Regions from separate parts of the Mus musculus genome. Here regions 1 and 2 are each linked to region 3. A link is a contact called in public promoter capture Hi-C data. All regions are on one chromosome and are shown on one strand. The core of a region is the stretch at or near the end of the contact, and the rest is flanking DNA. Distances in the headings are between cores, read along the strand shown.

Evidence for each region. Promoter capture Hi-C pulls out the DNA fragments that hold promoters and counts their contacts. Capture Hi-C pulls out chosen DNA fragments and counts their contacts.
Region 1: a promoter capture Hi-C map of adipose tissue shows a contact between it and region 3. The contact joins the promoter of Spryd3 here to the promoter of Pcbp2 in region 3. A contact is called at or near these places in 3 of 39 promoter capture datasets (cranial neural crest, frontonasal cranial neural crest and second pharyngeal arch cranial neural crest), 2 of 115 datasets of contacts at active chromatin or transcription factors (microglia and pancreatic cancer cells) and 3 of 9 other capture datasets (adipose tissue, liver and pancreatic islet).
Region 2: a contact with region 3 is called in a promoter capture Hi-C map of embryonic stem cells, with 2.7 times the contacts expected there. The contact joins the promoter of Cistr here to the promoter of Pcbp2 in region 3. A contact is called at or near these places in 2 of 39 promoter capture datasets (embryonic stem cells and pre-B cells), 1 of 484 Hi-C or Micro-C datasets (embryonic stem cells) and 1 of 115 datasets of contacts at active chromatin or transcription factors (embryonic stem cells).

What each region holds. Positions count from the first base shown.
Region 1 is chr15:102,134,003-102,138,213 of GRCm38.p6, reverse strand. Spryd3 (SPRY domain containing 3) reads left to right here and starts at 1,999. Exons shown (of 11, transcript NM_001033277.3): 1 at 1,999-2,078. The coding sequence starts at 2,056.
Region 2 is chr15:102,743,926-102,748,416 of GRCm38.p6, reverse strand. Cistr (chondrogenesis associated transcript) reads left to right here and starts at 1,508. Exons shown (of 1, transcript NR_104334.1): 1 at 1,508-1,976. It also overlaps a transcript of Gm36560 not described here.
Region 3 is chr15:102,468,397-102,472,650 of GRCm38.p6, reverse strand. It overlaps Pcbp2 (poly(rC) binding protein 2), which reads right to left and starts at 2,019. Exons shown (of 15, transcript NM_001103165.1): 1 at 1,848-2,019. Gm36331 (a long non-coding RNA gene) reads left to right here and starts at 2,155. Exons shown (of 2, transcript XR_384469.3): 1 at 2,155-2,396; 2 at 2,930-3,210.

The DNA.
Region 1 (4,211 bases), core at 750-3,249, 330 kb after region 3:
ATCCATAGGGCAGCTCACTGTCTGTAACTCACACAGATGGTGCATAGATTATATATATCAATATATGATCTATCTATCTATTTACCTATATACAAAACAGACACATACACACACACACACACATATATATGCAGGCGAAGCACTAAAGTAAATAGTTAATTTAAAAAGTGAAAGGTAGGGCTGGAGAGATGGCTCAGAGGTTAAGAGCACTAACTGCTCTTCCAGAGGTCTTGAGTTCAATTCCCAGCAACCACATAGTAGCTCACAACCATCTGTAATGAGATCTGGTGCCCTCTTCTGTATACATAATAAATAAATAAATCTTGTTTTTTAAAAGTGAAAGGTACCACTCTATAAATGGATCCAAATACAAACGATTGAGACTATACAGTCAGTGGGCGTGTTAAAATCACTTAAGTGTCATCAGGTTCAAGAAAAACGGCGGGAAGTGATGGTGCACGCCTTTAATCCCAGCAGTTGGGAGGCAGAGGCAGGTGGGATTTCTGAGTTCAAGACCAGCCTGGTCTACAGAGTGAGTTCCAGGACAGCCAGTGCTACACAGAGAAACCCTGTCTTGAAAACAACAACAACAAAAAGAATGTATTAAACATAATCAGACCAAGAAACACCCTCAGTTGGACCCCATGAGGAAGGTGTCTAACACTCTGGGGACAGTGGTCCCTACCAACTACCTTGTGTGTGCCTCAAAGGACAACAGAGAAATGCTGACTGTTTCTGGGGCTTCAGCCCAACTGGGGTCCACAGCTGATGGAACCTACTCGCATTACGGGTTGCCCACGTATTCATCCATACCCAGTCTCACATTTTGCCTCTGAAGGTGTTCAGCCCTGTGACCTGCAGCTATGGCTGCATCCCAGGCTGGAACCTTCAGCAGCTCCCCAGCTAGGTTTGTTCTCTGGCTGCAGTGACTTTGCACTCTATCAGCTCTTGTCTCTAGTAAGGCCTCTGAACTCTTGAATTATGCTGTGGCTTCTTTAACCCTTTTCTAGCCATGTTGTTAACCTACATAAGTACACACAGGATATGTAATCTGTGACCCAAGAGTTAGTAATTAATATTAAAGTAAAAGTTCATGTGTTTGGTAAGGGCCCATTATCAATGTAAATCAGGTCTAATTGGCAAATTGCCGCCAATGAAGCTGACATCGCTTGCTGATGTATTTGATACTCAATAAATTTAGATGTGGAAAGACACAAATATGTTCGTTTATGTTTCTGACACAGGATGAGTCTTTCTGGAAAGAATATTCAGTCTTAAGAGCAAAACGTTGAAGTCGTCCAAGAATCCCAATTCCTTCCAAGGACAATCATACCCTTTATAGGAGGTGCATGATAAAGATTAGTATCCTTTCCGGTACATTCTGACCCGAGCTAACTTTTCCTACCAAGCCCAAGCCCAAAGAGCACCCGGGTTTCATCCCACTGTGCCTTTTGCATATGTTCTCTCCTGTTCTGGAACGCCTGTCCTGGAATGAACGAACGTGGTGCAAAGGGGTGCTCCGGAGAGAAGAAAGCATGTGGTGCCAGCCGAGTGCTGCCGCTGTGGAGATCAGCCTCTGGCTTCTCACGCGTAAAATAGGAGATAACATTAAAAAAAAATCCCCCCCCCCATGCCGTTAAGTGGCTCAAAAGGACATTCCAGAGAGGTTTTTAGCATCACTTCTGGCTCTGGGAACACGAAGCTCGCGCACGGGCACAGGGACCTACTCCGCCCCAAGGGAGCCGCCCCTTGACCGCCTCCCTGAGCTCCAGGCGTCCGAGGTGGCGTCCGGGCAGCCACGTCGCCTCCCCCACCCTCCCGACACCAGGGTTCCTCAGACGCCGCCGAGTGTTAGGTACCCAGCTCACCGGGCCGCGCTCCGCACCGCCTGTGCCCTGCGATTGGCTGCTGAGGGCGCCCATCTTCAAGAAGCGCTGCGGATTGGTCAGATTTAGCGGTGGGGGCGGGCCTGACGGAGCAGAGGAAGGGCGGGGACCCGGATGTGTGTGGTGGCGGCGGCCGAAGAGCTACAACGCGGAGCTGAGAGGCCTATGGATGAGGAGGACGCGGCGGCCCCGGTAGGCGGGGATCGGGGGCGGGGTCCCGGAGGCCTCGGTCTCTGCAGATCTCGAGGCGGGGGTCCTGGGCGACGGCTGCGGCCTCAGGGCGGGGCCAGGGGCTCCGGTCACGGGCGTTCCTCTCGCCGCGCACCCTCCCCATTGCAGCCAGGGCCTGTGACGACGGGGCGTAGCCTCATTGACAGGTTAAGGCCGGGTGGTCCCGGGTGTCACCTGAGAGACCCCGCGGTCCTGAGGCCGTGCCCGGACCCAGTGCGGCGGCAGCTGCTTGGTGCTGAGGCTGTCAGGTTCTCGAAGATCCGATGCCTTCAGATCTGGGGCTCCGGCATCTACCTGGGTTCGAGTCCTGGCCCAGGGCCCTGGGGGATCCCAGTGCTGCGCCGCAGGTGTCTGCTCTTGTGGGGCATGTGCTGGTCTGTAGCTCCTGCAGAAGAGCCCCAATGTGCACATTGGGATCGAACTCAGCTTAGCCCAGGATTGCTAAGCACCTACTGTGTGTAGGGCACAGTGCCAGGTGTTTGGGAGGCAGGAAGAAAATATTTCTTCATGGTTTTCCCGCTTTTGGATCTCTGGAAGATTTTATTCATTCATTCATTTACTGGCCTTGCTGGTTGTCTAAATACCGAGAGAGTCCCATGTTTTTCTCCGGTACTGCTGCTGCTTTAGGGGCTGCGGCCCTCTGAATTCTGTTACAACTTGGAGTTAAGATCTGCTAAGTTGTTTTTTCTTTTGTTTGAGACAGGGCCTCACTGTGTAGCCCTGTCTACCCTGGCACACACTATGTAGAGCAGGCTGTTGAAGAATTCAGAAATCCGTTTACCTCTGCGGACTAAAAAGGGCTGGGGTTCTGGCAGAAGAGAAGGCTCAGTGAATTGAACAGCATGGGCTTCAGGCAGGGTGGGGGTACACACTTTAATCCTAGCACCCAGGAGGCAGAGGCAGGCCAGAGTTCAAGGCTAGTAAGTTGCAGGACAGCCAGAGGTACACAGAGAAACCCTGTCTCAGAAAAACAAACAAACAAAAAATTCATACCGTTTCTTGTTTACAATTCCCTAGAAGTTTTTCATTACCCTTGAAATAAAATTTAAAAGTCCTGACTGTGGATAGACTCTTGCTTTACCCTGTTCTTTTTGTTTTTTTAGACAGGGTTTCTCTGTCTAAACCTTGCTGTCTTCTGAAATTTGCTTTGAGACCAGGCTGGCTGCCTCTTAGTCATAGATAACCACCTGCCACTACCTCTGGAGTGTTGGCATTAAAGGCCTGTGCTTCCATATCTTGCCACCTTATTCTACTCTGGTTTTTTTTTTGTTGTTGTTGTTTTGTTTTTGTTTTTGGAGACAGGGTTTCTCTGTATAGCCTTGGCTGTCCTGGAACTCACTTTGTAACCAGGCTGGCCTTGAACTCAGAAATCCGCCTGCCTCTGCCTCCTGAATGCTGGGATTAAAGACCTGCGCCACCACCCACCACCGCCTGGCTTCTTATTTTTTTTTAAGATTTATTTATTTTTTGTAAGTACACTGTAGCTGTCTTCAGACACACCAGAAGAGGGCATCAGATCTCATTACAGATGGATGTGAGCCACCATGTGGTTGCTGGGATTTGAACTCAGGACCTCTGTCTGTGCTCTTAACTGCTGAGCCATCTCTCCAACACCTCCTCTCCCCCCTTACCTTATTGTCATTCACTTTCCCTACATACAATGGCTCTGGTGGGCTGTTTTTCTCTGCCATGACACCTTTTTTCTAACCATGGGCCTGAGCAACTGTTTCTTCTGTATGGAATGGTTTTTGTTACACTGTTACACTGCCTGCCTCTCTTTCAGTTTTTCAGGCAGTACCTCAGAGTCTGTCCCTGTCCGCTATTTTGTTACATCTCTGTGGGTTTTTTTTTTTTTTTTTTCTTCCACTGGTTAAAATGACCATTTGTGGGCTGGAGAAATGGCTCAGTGGTTAAGAGCACTGACTGCTCTTCCAGAGGTCCTGAGTTCAAATCCCAGCAACAACATGGTGCCTCACAACCATCCGTAATGGAAGAGTGACAATGTACTTACATATAATAAATAAATAAGACAAAAAATTTTTTAAAAAATATGACCATTTGTATTTATTATCTGCCATGCTCCCCTATGCCCAC
Region 2 (4,491 bases), core at 259-2,758, 280 kb before region 3:
GAGTAAAAATCTTAGCAACCCACTGCAGCCTCCAAGAGTGCGTAGCCCCACTACTTCAGGCTAGGCATACTAGATTGGGTCCTGTCCTGTGGTATCTGGGGTTTTTGTTTTGTTTTGTTTTGTTTTATTATTGTTGTTTGGTTTGGTTTTTTGTTTTGTTTTGTTTTGTTTTGAGACAGGGTCTTACTATGTAGCTTTGGCTAGCCTGTGTGTAACTCCCTGCCCTAGAAACCATAGAGTGTTGCGTGCCTCTGCCTCCGGAGTCCTGGGATTAAAAGTATGTGCCACAGTACCTCTCGTTGGCCTCTGGGTTTTAATTTGCTCAGTCCTGTGTACTGATCTGCGTTGTGTCCTTTGTTCTGTGAGTCCGTCCAATCGGAGCTTTGGTGCAGGTGTTCAGTTGCTCATGTGAAATTCCCTTGAGGCCTATTACATCTGAGTTTACCAGTCCTTTGCTCAGAATTTTAGGTTACAGAGACAGGAGCAGACTGAGGAGGAACACGGAGACTAAAGAGGGCTAATATTGATTGAGTGAATACTAGGTGCCAAGGTCGCTACCTTCATCATCCCCCGCGCTATTTCTCACAACTGTCTCACAAAGCACTAAAATTACTTCCCACCCTTCACAGGGTATCAAGGCCAGGTAAGAGGCCACACGTGAGGGACAAGGCAAGACCTAAGGTCATCAATAGCCAGCCTGAGGAATCTTGGCTAAGACTTACGCGCCTGCAAAATATGCTTGCAGTTTAGCTAAAAGGTGGGGAAGAGAAAGAAAGCTAAACCACTCGGTCGGTTCTTAAGTCCAGAACAGCCTTGTTAATGGCTAAGGACAAAGCCGCACCTAAACCTTCGGGTCTAAGTGCCTTGGGAGGAACCCTGGCAGGAGACGAGGGCGGGAGGGAGGCTGGCAGGCTGCTACATCAGCGGGCAGAGAAATGGCGAATACCCGGAGCGAGACCGAGGCATCAGGCCACAGGGCCCACTAAGGGCGGATGACTGCGTCCAACAGTCCTCGTCGATGTATGAAAAGGGACCCGCGGGGAAGAGAGATCCTGTAGAGAAGATGGGGAGACTGCGGCAGACAGGGTGTGGGTTCGAGGCAAGGGGAGGGCGAGAGCAGAACCCCTCCTCTGAGCTGTGGGACGAGGCCCGCGCGCAGAGGAGGGCAGACCCTAAAGAGCAGGCGGGTGCGGGCGGAGACCTTCAGCTCAAGGACACCGAGCCAGGCGGGGTGGAGTGAGCAGCGGCCCTGAGAAGCCGACAAGCGCCCAGCGCTCAGCTCCAGGGCAGAGTGTCTCGGCCGCCCCCGCGCGCCCTCCCAGCCCGGGCCGCGCGCGCCCGGCGCTGGCATGAAATTGGCTGCAGCCGTAATGAGTCCGCGCGGCGCGGAGGAGGCTGAGGGCCCGCCAGGGAGCCCTGTGCGCCTCGTTTAGCTTGTTTATTGTTCAGGCCTAATTAAAACGTTCCACCGCTCTGCGTTTACATCCGCCCCCCGCTAATGAATTCGCGGCCGCCGGGCGATTTCGGAAACTGCCGCGGGCCGGAAGGGGGTGGGTAGGAGGCGGCCGAGCTGGGGAGGGAGCGAGGGTGAGGACGCCCCCGCACGCATCTCTTCCACCACCCCAGGAGGCTGCAGACGTCCCGCGATTGGCTCCGAAGTCGATGTCTGCTTCCCCAGCCGCAGCGCCCCAAACTGGGACAGGCATTTGGAGGCGATGGAGATCTGGTCATAGCCAGGGGAAGGAAAGCCAGGAGCCAGAGTAGGACCGGTGCGCCCAAGGCCCTGATGCTAGTGAAGGCCTACGCGCATGAGCGCACCTGCCCCGGGAAGCGCGTCCACGCAGCATCTGTGCGCGCTATTGTCATGTCGGTCTCCCTCTGGCTATTTCTCCCCAGCAGTGATAGTCTGAGCCGGGCTTGCAATACTTCTGGTCTTCCTAGCTGTAACTGTTTGCCAGTTTTGCTGTCTGCCTCCTTGTCACGACCTCAGAGAGGGCAGATGGAGCCAGTGGAGAGAGAGAGAAAGAAGGCTCCATTCCAGCCCCGCTGCTCCTGCAGACACCAGCACGCACACTCAGGCACACATCGCCTGTGAATTCACTTCTCACGATGCCTTCCGCCGCATGTAGCCAAATGAAATACTCAGAAAGCAATGGAAATATTACTCACACACGACCACGTGGAAATACACAAATGAACAAACACGCTCAGACATAGCTGAATGCCAGTCGCACACAGATGGAAAGACAGGAGCCTGGGGCATAAAGCCACATGGCACAAAGCTACTTGGATATGTATGCCCCTACACACACACACACACACACACACACACAACTGCACACCTATCCAGAAAATTGTGCACAAGTGCCATCTAACACATGTCAGTGTGCCTTCCAGAAGGCCCCAGTTCCTCTTAGAAATGGGATCACCCAGCCTGCCTCTTGAACCTGCCTCCATTCTATCTATTCCAGTTCTTTGTACCCAGCCAAAAAGAAAAAAAGCTGTTCGCTGCGCTCACAATTTGTCCACCCTCCTCAGAATGGCCATAGAGAAGTACTTGTCATTCTGTTTCATGCACTATTGGGTTTCTTCTTCCACACCCCACTCCTAACTCTGCTCTTCCAGACAGCTTTCTCACATGAACTCGCTAGCTCTCCTTATACATTTACCCTAGTCATTTACCATTTTCAGTCTGATATATCTAGGGGATCACCAAGTTACTTGCACTTGAGTGTGCTCTACACCAACATGGACGGGGTTATGAGCCACCCTTGGTGGGGATGGATAATCAGGACAGGGCAGTTCTTGACTATCTGATGCCACACTGGGGTGTGAGCGCTCTATGTTTAACAGGCAGAAGACTGGAATCTCCAGCGGCAGCTGCAAGGTCTCCTGTCACATCCGACAAGGTTCTTCAAAATGGCTTTTCAGAGCTATGTGGAAGGAGGGGGCACATGCACACACATACACACACATGGTGTCTTTCCACATTCACCTTGTACTTAACTGGAAATATTATTCCCTGGCTGGGCCTTCACCTTATTCTCCAGCCGTGGTTCCTAACAACACTTGACTGTTTTCAGAATTTAGATCCACCCCTAAAGGATACAAATTTGCCTCTGGTGAGAGACTGCTCAGAGCTACACTGCAGGCTTTAAGGCGATCCCCAAAGAGGAATTGCCAGGAATGACCCAGCGACCGCAGCAGTGTAAGTGCTACTTAGAATGAGATGGCACGGCCCGGAATAGATGGGCTCTCTGAACAAAAAAGAAAAGCAAGGTCACCCTAAAATAATAGTAAATAAATAAATCTTTACCTCCCCAACACACTGCTGGTTGATTCATTCCATCCCACTCCCAGTGGCGTGTGGCCCGTGCCAGCTCCCAAATCTGTCCCCTTTACAACTCCAGCCTTTAGAAGCCTCCCTCCCTCACACAAGCGGTTAGCTGCTCGTTCCCTATCTCCTCTCTTTCTGTTTCCTATCAATTACTCTTTTTTCAATACCCTCTCCCCTGCACTCTCTTGGGGGTTTTCTTGGTCCTCCACTGGCATCTTTTTCTCTTCTCTACTCCCTGCCCCTTCGTAATTATCCTGAGCCCGCTACTCACTAGGACTGAGTGGGAGTGGAGGTCTGTTTCAACACCAGGTGGTCTGGCATTTTGAGTGGTGTTCTGGATTGCTGGGCTGCCGCTTCCCGCCCCAGGCTTAGGTTCTTCTCCTCCACCTGAGTTCCAGGTCCTGGGAGTCCAGGGAAGCTCTTGGCCAGAAGGCTGCATCACCTTAGGCAACCTCATCGCCTCCCTCCTTCCTCCGCTCCCATCTTTCCCCTCTTCCCTTCTCTATAGGCCTTTGCCTCCCAGTGCACTGCTCAGCCGGCCAGGTCCCTATGTCTTGTGCTTTAGGTCTGTGGCTCTCAGTTCTTCCCAGAACCTGGGTTCCTCTCAGGTCACTGAGTCTATGTTTGTCACCGCGATCTCAGATGTGGGGATGCACCTAGCTTTGTGTCAGTCTTAGTTCCCGCTATTTCTGGCCTCTCTCCTCCATTTCTCCCCTTCCACGTCTGTCCCTTTGTCTCTCTCTTTCTCTCTTCAGCCTCCAGGGTGCTAGGACCCACCCAGCTTGGTAATGGCCCCACTCTGTGAGTTTCTGCTTGAATTTACTGGGTGTATCGTGGGTCCCTCCTGTTGGCGGGTCTGCTCCCCCCAACCCCAGCCTCTTAGCACTGCCCAGACGTTCTGAGGATGGAGTGGGAAGGCTGGTGCGCAGGCCTGAGAGGGGGAAGGGGGCGGGCGGCCCTTTGTGTGGATGATTGACGGCCGCTGCGCAGCCTCCGCAGCGCTGATTAGAATGCAGCACCGGCTCTGACTGCAGCACACGGCTCCTCCCCAAACCTTCTCTACCATTCCAAATGTCTGTCCTCTCCCTGCCTGCTCCATGGGCCTTTATGGTAATGTGACTTGCCCCCATAACCTCAGTTCCTCTATGGGAGAG
Region 3 (4,254 bases), core at 770-3,269:
AGAACTACACAGTGGGACAATCACAAAATAACAAGAAAAATAACTACACTCATGAGTCTCACAGAAAAAAGTATTCAAGATACACTTCACAACTTTGGGTTCCATGATCCTTTGAAATTTAATCCTGTACGTCTCAGTTCTTTGCTCCCATTCTTCCTCTAATCACTTGAGAAAATTCTCTTGTGCTTTTGTTTTAACTTTCACTATCACACAATTAAGTCTTTTTAGTCCCAAATTTTCTTCCAAATACAATAGAAAAAGTACTAAAATTTTACTTCATATTTGCTTTGATTGATGAAAGATTGCCAAGATGGCCCCTTTTTACTCATCCTCTGAAACAACTTTGAAATAACTACTTATGTAGACAAAGAATTTGGTTTTTGATATTTTTGTTTTTAATACTTTAACACCAAACACTGACAGTTCCAAGAGTCTCAAGCCCTGAAATTTCTCCAATAGCATGGCAAGTATTCATCCCTTCAAATCAGTATCAATGATTTCTCTCCTCCTACAACTAATTTTGTCCCTTCATAAAACCAGTCAGTTTTCACTTTGCCATAAACACACACAATACACATACTGTTGGGTTTTTTGTTTTGTTTTTTTGAGACAGGGCCTCACTATGTTGCCCAGTACTGAATGTAACTATTAACACCAGGCTGGCCTCCAAACTCTGAATCCCAAGTCCATACTTTAAGTATGTTTAAAGCACTTTAAAGTGACTGTCACACCACTCTATATAATGCAAACTATCTTCTGGTTACTTCAGGATGTAAGTGATTACATAAATGCATCCCTAAAGCACATCAGTTCCCTATTTCCAGAAAACAGTTAATTGCTGTCAAAAAAAAAAAAACCTCACAAATCAACATCTCATTTATGGAAAAACAATGCTTGTTCACTGAGTCTGCAAGATTAACACCCCCTCATACAGTATAAAACTGTTAGTTCCACTTCCCCACTGTTATATTAATCACCTTAGAAATACAGTTATACAAGTTCAAAAGGCAAAGAAACTGAAAACCTAGCTACAAATTCATTTCTTAAGTAAAGCACGAAGATGTATTTTTTTTAACTCCAAGTCATGTAAGTAATCTGAGAAACCTGTCAATTCCTCTCCTGAGTAGGTCAATCTAAGTGTACCCCATCCTGGGAATCCAGCTGTTAATCCTGCAGTCAATTACCCCTCTATAAATAGCTCGGTCTGGTTTATAGCGGCAGGCATTTTGTAATTTCAAAATTCGTTACCCGAGAGAACGTCAGAGTAACTCGGTAACAGGGAGTCCGCCTACCCTTTAACTCTGCAGCTCCCCACTCCCCTCCCCCGCCCGGGTCATCCAAGCATTTTCCACTTAAAAAAAAAAAGCCCCCCCCCTTTCCCTTGACTGGGAAAGGGGGTGAATAAACGGTTCGGTCAGGGGGGGGCGCTGCGACCCAGGGGGAGGGGCCGGACAAGCAGCGCCTCCTCGTGTGTCTGCGCCAGCGCCTGACCCCCGCGGGGAGCCGCGCTCACCCGCCCCGCCAGCAAGCCGGCCATCGCCTCCCCAACCCCCCTCAACCAACAAATCCACCGCCGCCCCCCCTGCCGCGCGCGCGCCCTCCCTGACTCCTGCGCAGCCGCCACCGGGAGGGAGGGGGGAGGGGGCAGGCTCTGCGCGAGGCCTACTAGGCCGCGCCGGAGCCAGGGCCTCGCGTGAATGCCCGGGCAGGCAGAGTGAAGTAGTAGACGCTCATGCGGGTCTACGAGAGGCCGAGGCTCCAGAATAGGGCCGGAGTCCGCCAAGAAGGATGTCACGAGTGGAAGAAGAAGCTATTGCCGGCGGCGGAGCAGAAGATTTTAAGCTTACCTGGAGGCGCGAGTCGACTGAGGGGAAAAGGGGAGCGGGCGGGAAGGGGAAGGGCGGGAGGCCGGGGGCGGAACAATAGGGGCGGGCGGGAAGGCGAGGGGGGCCCCGCTAGCGGGCGGAGGAGGGGGGGGTGAGGAGGAGGAAGGGGGAGAGAGACCCCGGGGCGGGTGGAGGGCGGCGGAGGGCGGGCGGGCGGGCGGAGGGCGGGCGGGCGGGAGAGGGCGCAGGCTGCGGCTGCTCCGGCTGCTGCCTCTGCTGGTCTGGGAGGGGGACGGGGCGGAGCGGGCCGCTTTCAACCCCGCGCACCCTTCGACCCCGGAAGCGCTAACCGCCCCGGGGGCCGGCGAGTCGACTGCGTCGTCCACACTTTCCCCACGCAATGCGGACCGCCTTCCCGGAGCCTAGAGCGGCTCCTTGGACAGCGTCGGCACCAGCGAGACGGCCAGTAACCAGCGGCGAGGTCTGAGATAGAGCGGCAGCGCAGAGGCGCGGAGGATACCAGTGGCCTCTAGCGGAAGAACTGGAAAGCTCAGGCCTAAATACGAAGAGGTGGCCAATGCTTTGGGATCAAGATAGGAGGGAGGGAAAGGAAAATAACAGTTGTCTAAAATAAAAAACGAATGGCCAGACTGAAAGTGTCAGGCAAACTGCTTACTCTAAAAATAATCCACTTTAGTGAGTGCAGAAGAAATGAAAACATCATTATTTTGCAGCCCAGATACTGAATCAGGCAATAATAATTATAATAAAGAATTAAAACGTAAAAGAATGTTCTTAAATCAGACGGTGGTGGTACCCAACTTGATTCCAACACTGGAAAGGCAGAGTCAGGAAGATCTCTGAGTTCGAGTCCACCCTGGTCTACAGAGTGAGTTCCAGGACAGACAGGGCTTTTTAGAAATCAAAAGAAAGAAAGAAAAGAAAAAAAAAAAGAAAGAAAGAAAAGTAACTTTAAAACTTCACTGTATTAGGACAACATTGATCATGTGAATATCTCACTATTATATAAGAAGTACTGTATAATCTAGAATTCCTGCCCAAATTGGTTAATCTTTTTATTAAGTCTAATTATCCATTTATAGGAACGAAAGAACAAGTTAAACATCAGTACAAGAAGGTACTCTGTGGCCAAGCACAGTGTGTGATACAAGCTGATACCATTGGGGAACTTAAGGATGACAAAGGTGAACCTCAGGCCACCTTGGACTGTAGAGCAACGCTGCTTTATTGTTGCCTGTTGCTCCTTAAAAAAAAAAAAAAAAAAAAAAAAAAAAGACATCTTGAAAACACAGAATTTTGTACACAACACAAGACAACTATCCTGGTGTCTTTAAAAAGGCAATAAACCTTTTTTTAAACGGTTTGTATGTGTGTATACAAACTGAGTGTGTGTGTGTGTGTACTTACACCACAGCAGGCAGGAAGAAGTCAAAGGAGGATTTTCAGGAGGAGTCAGTTTTCTCCTTCAACCAAGCGGGTCCTGAAGATCGGACTCAGGACATCAGGCGTGATGGCAAACGCCCTTTCCATCGCACTGGCTGTTAGGACTGGGACGATGTCTCAATAGTTCTCCAACTGTTCTCCCAGAGATTCAGTGTTCAATCACCAGTACCGACATAGGATCTCACAGTTCCATGGGATACAACACCCTCTTCTGGATTCCACAGGCACTTGCACACAAGTGGTGCACATATATACATGGCAGGTAAAACCCATACAAAATAAATAGGTACATCTGTAAGGAGTCCGAGGCACATGCAGGTAAAAGGCAGGCAGATCTTTTGAAGTCAGCCTGATCTACATGGCAAGTTTCAGGACACTGAGAGCTACATAGTGAGATTCACTCTCAAAAATCAAACAAAAACAACTTGTTCTTACAAAGGAGCCAAGTTCAGTTCCCTGTAGATGGGTTCACAATTCCCTGAAGATTCAACTCCAAAGATCTGATGCCCTCTTCTGGCTTGCTAGGGTGCTTACACCCTCGGGTGCACATAACTATCCTACAGATACACATATGCATAAATTTTGTTGTTGTTGTTGTTGTTGTTTCTTAAGACAGGGTTTCTATGGGGAGCCCTGGCTGTACTCACTCAAAGATCCAATTGCCTCTGCCTCCCAAATGCTGAGATCAAAGGTGTGTGCCACCACCGCCTAGAAAAAAGAAATTCATTTTCCTCTCTTTTCTGTACACAGGTGTTTTTGCCTATTGTGTATGCAGTACTTGTTGTGGTTTTACTATCAGTCAAATGGAGCCAAGTGACTCCAAATGTCTTTCTTTCCACCACCCAAATGAGGAGCTAATATTGGGAATGCAAAATAAAATCCTCATTTGACACCATTTGGTGCCAGGTGTCACTGTACACACTTTTAATCCCAGCACTAAGGAGGCAGAGGCAAGTGGATTTCT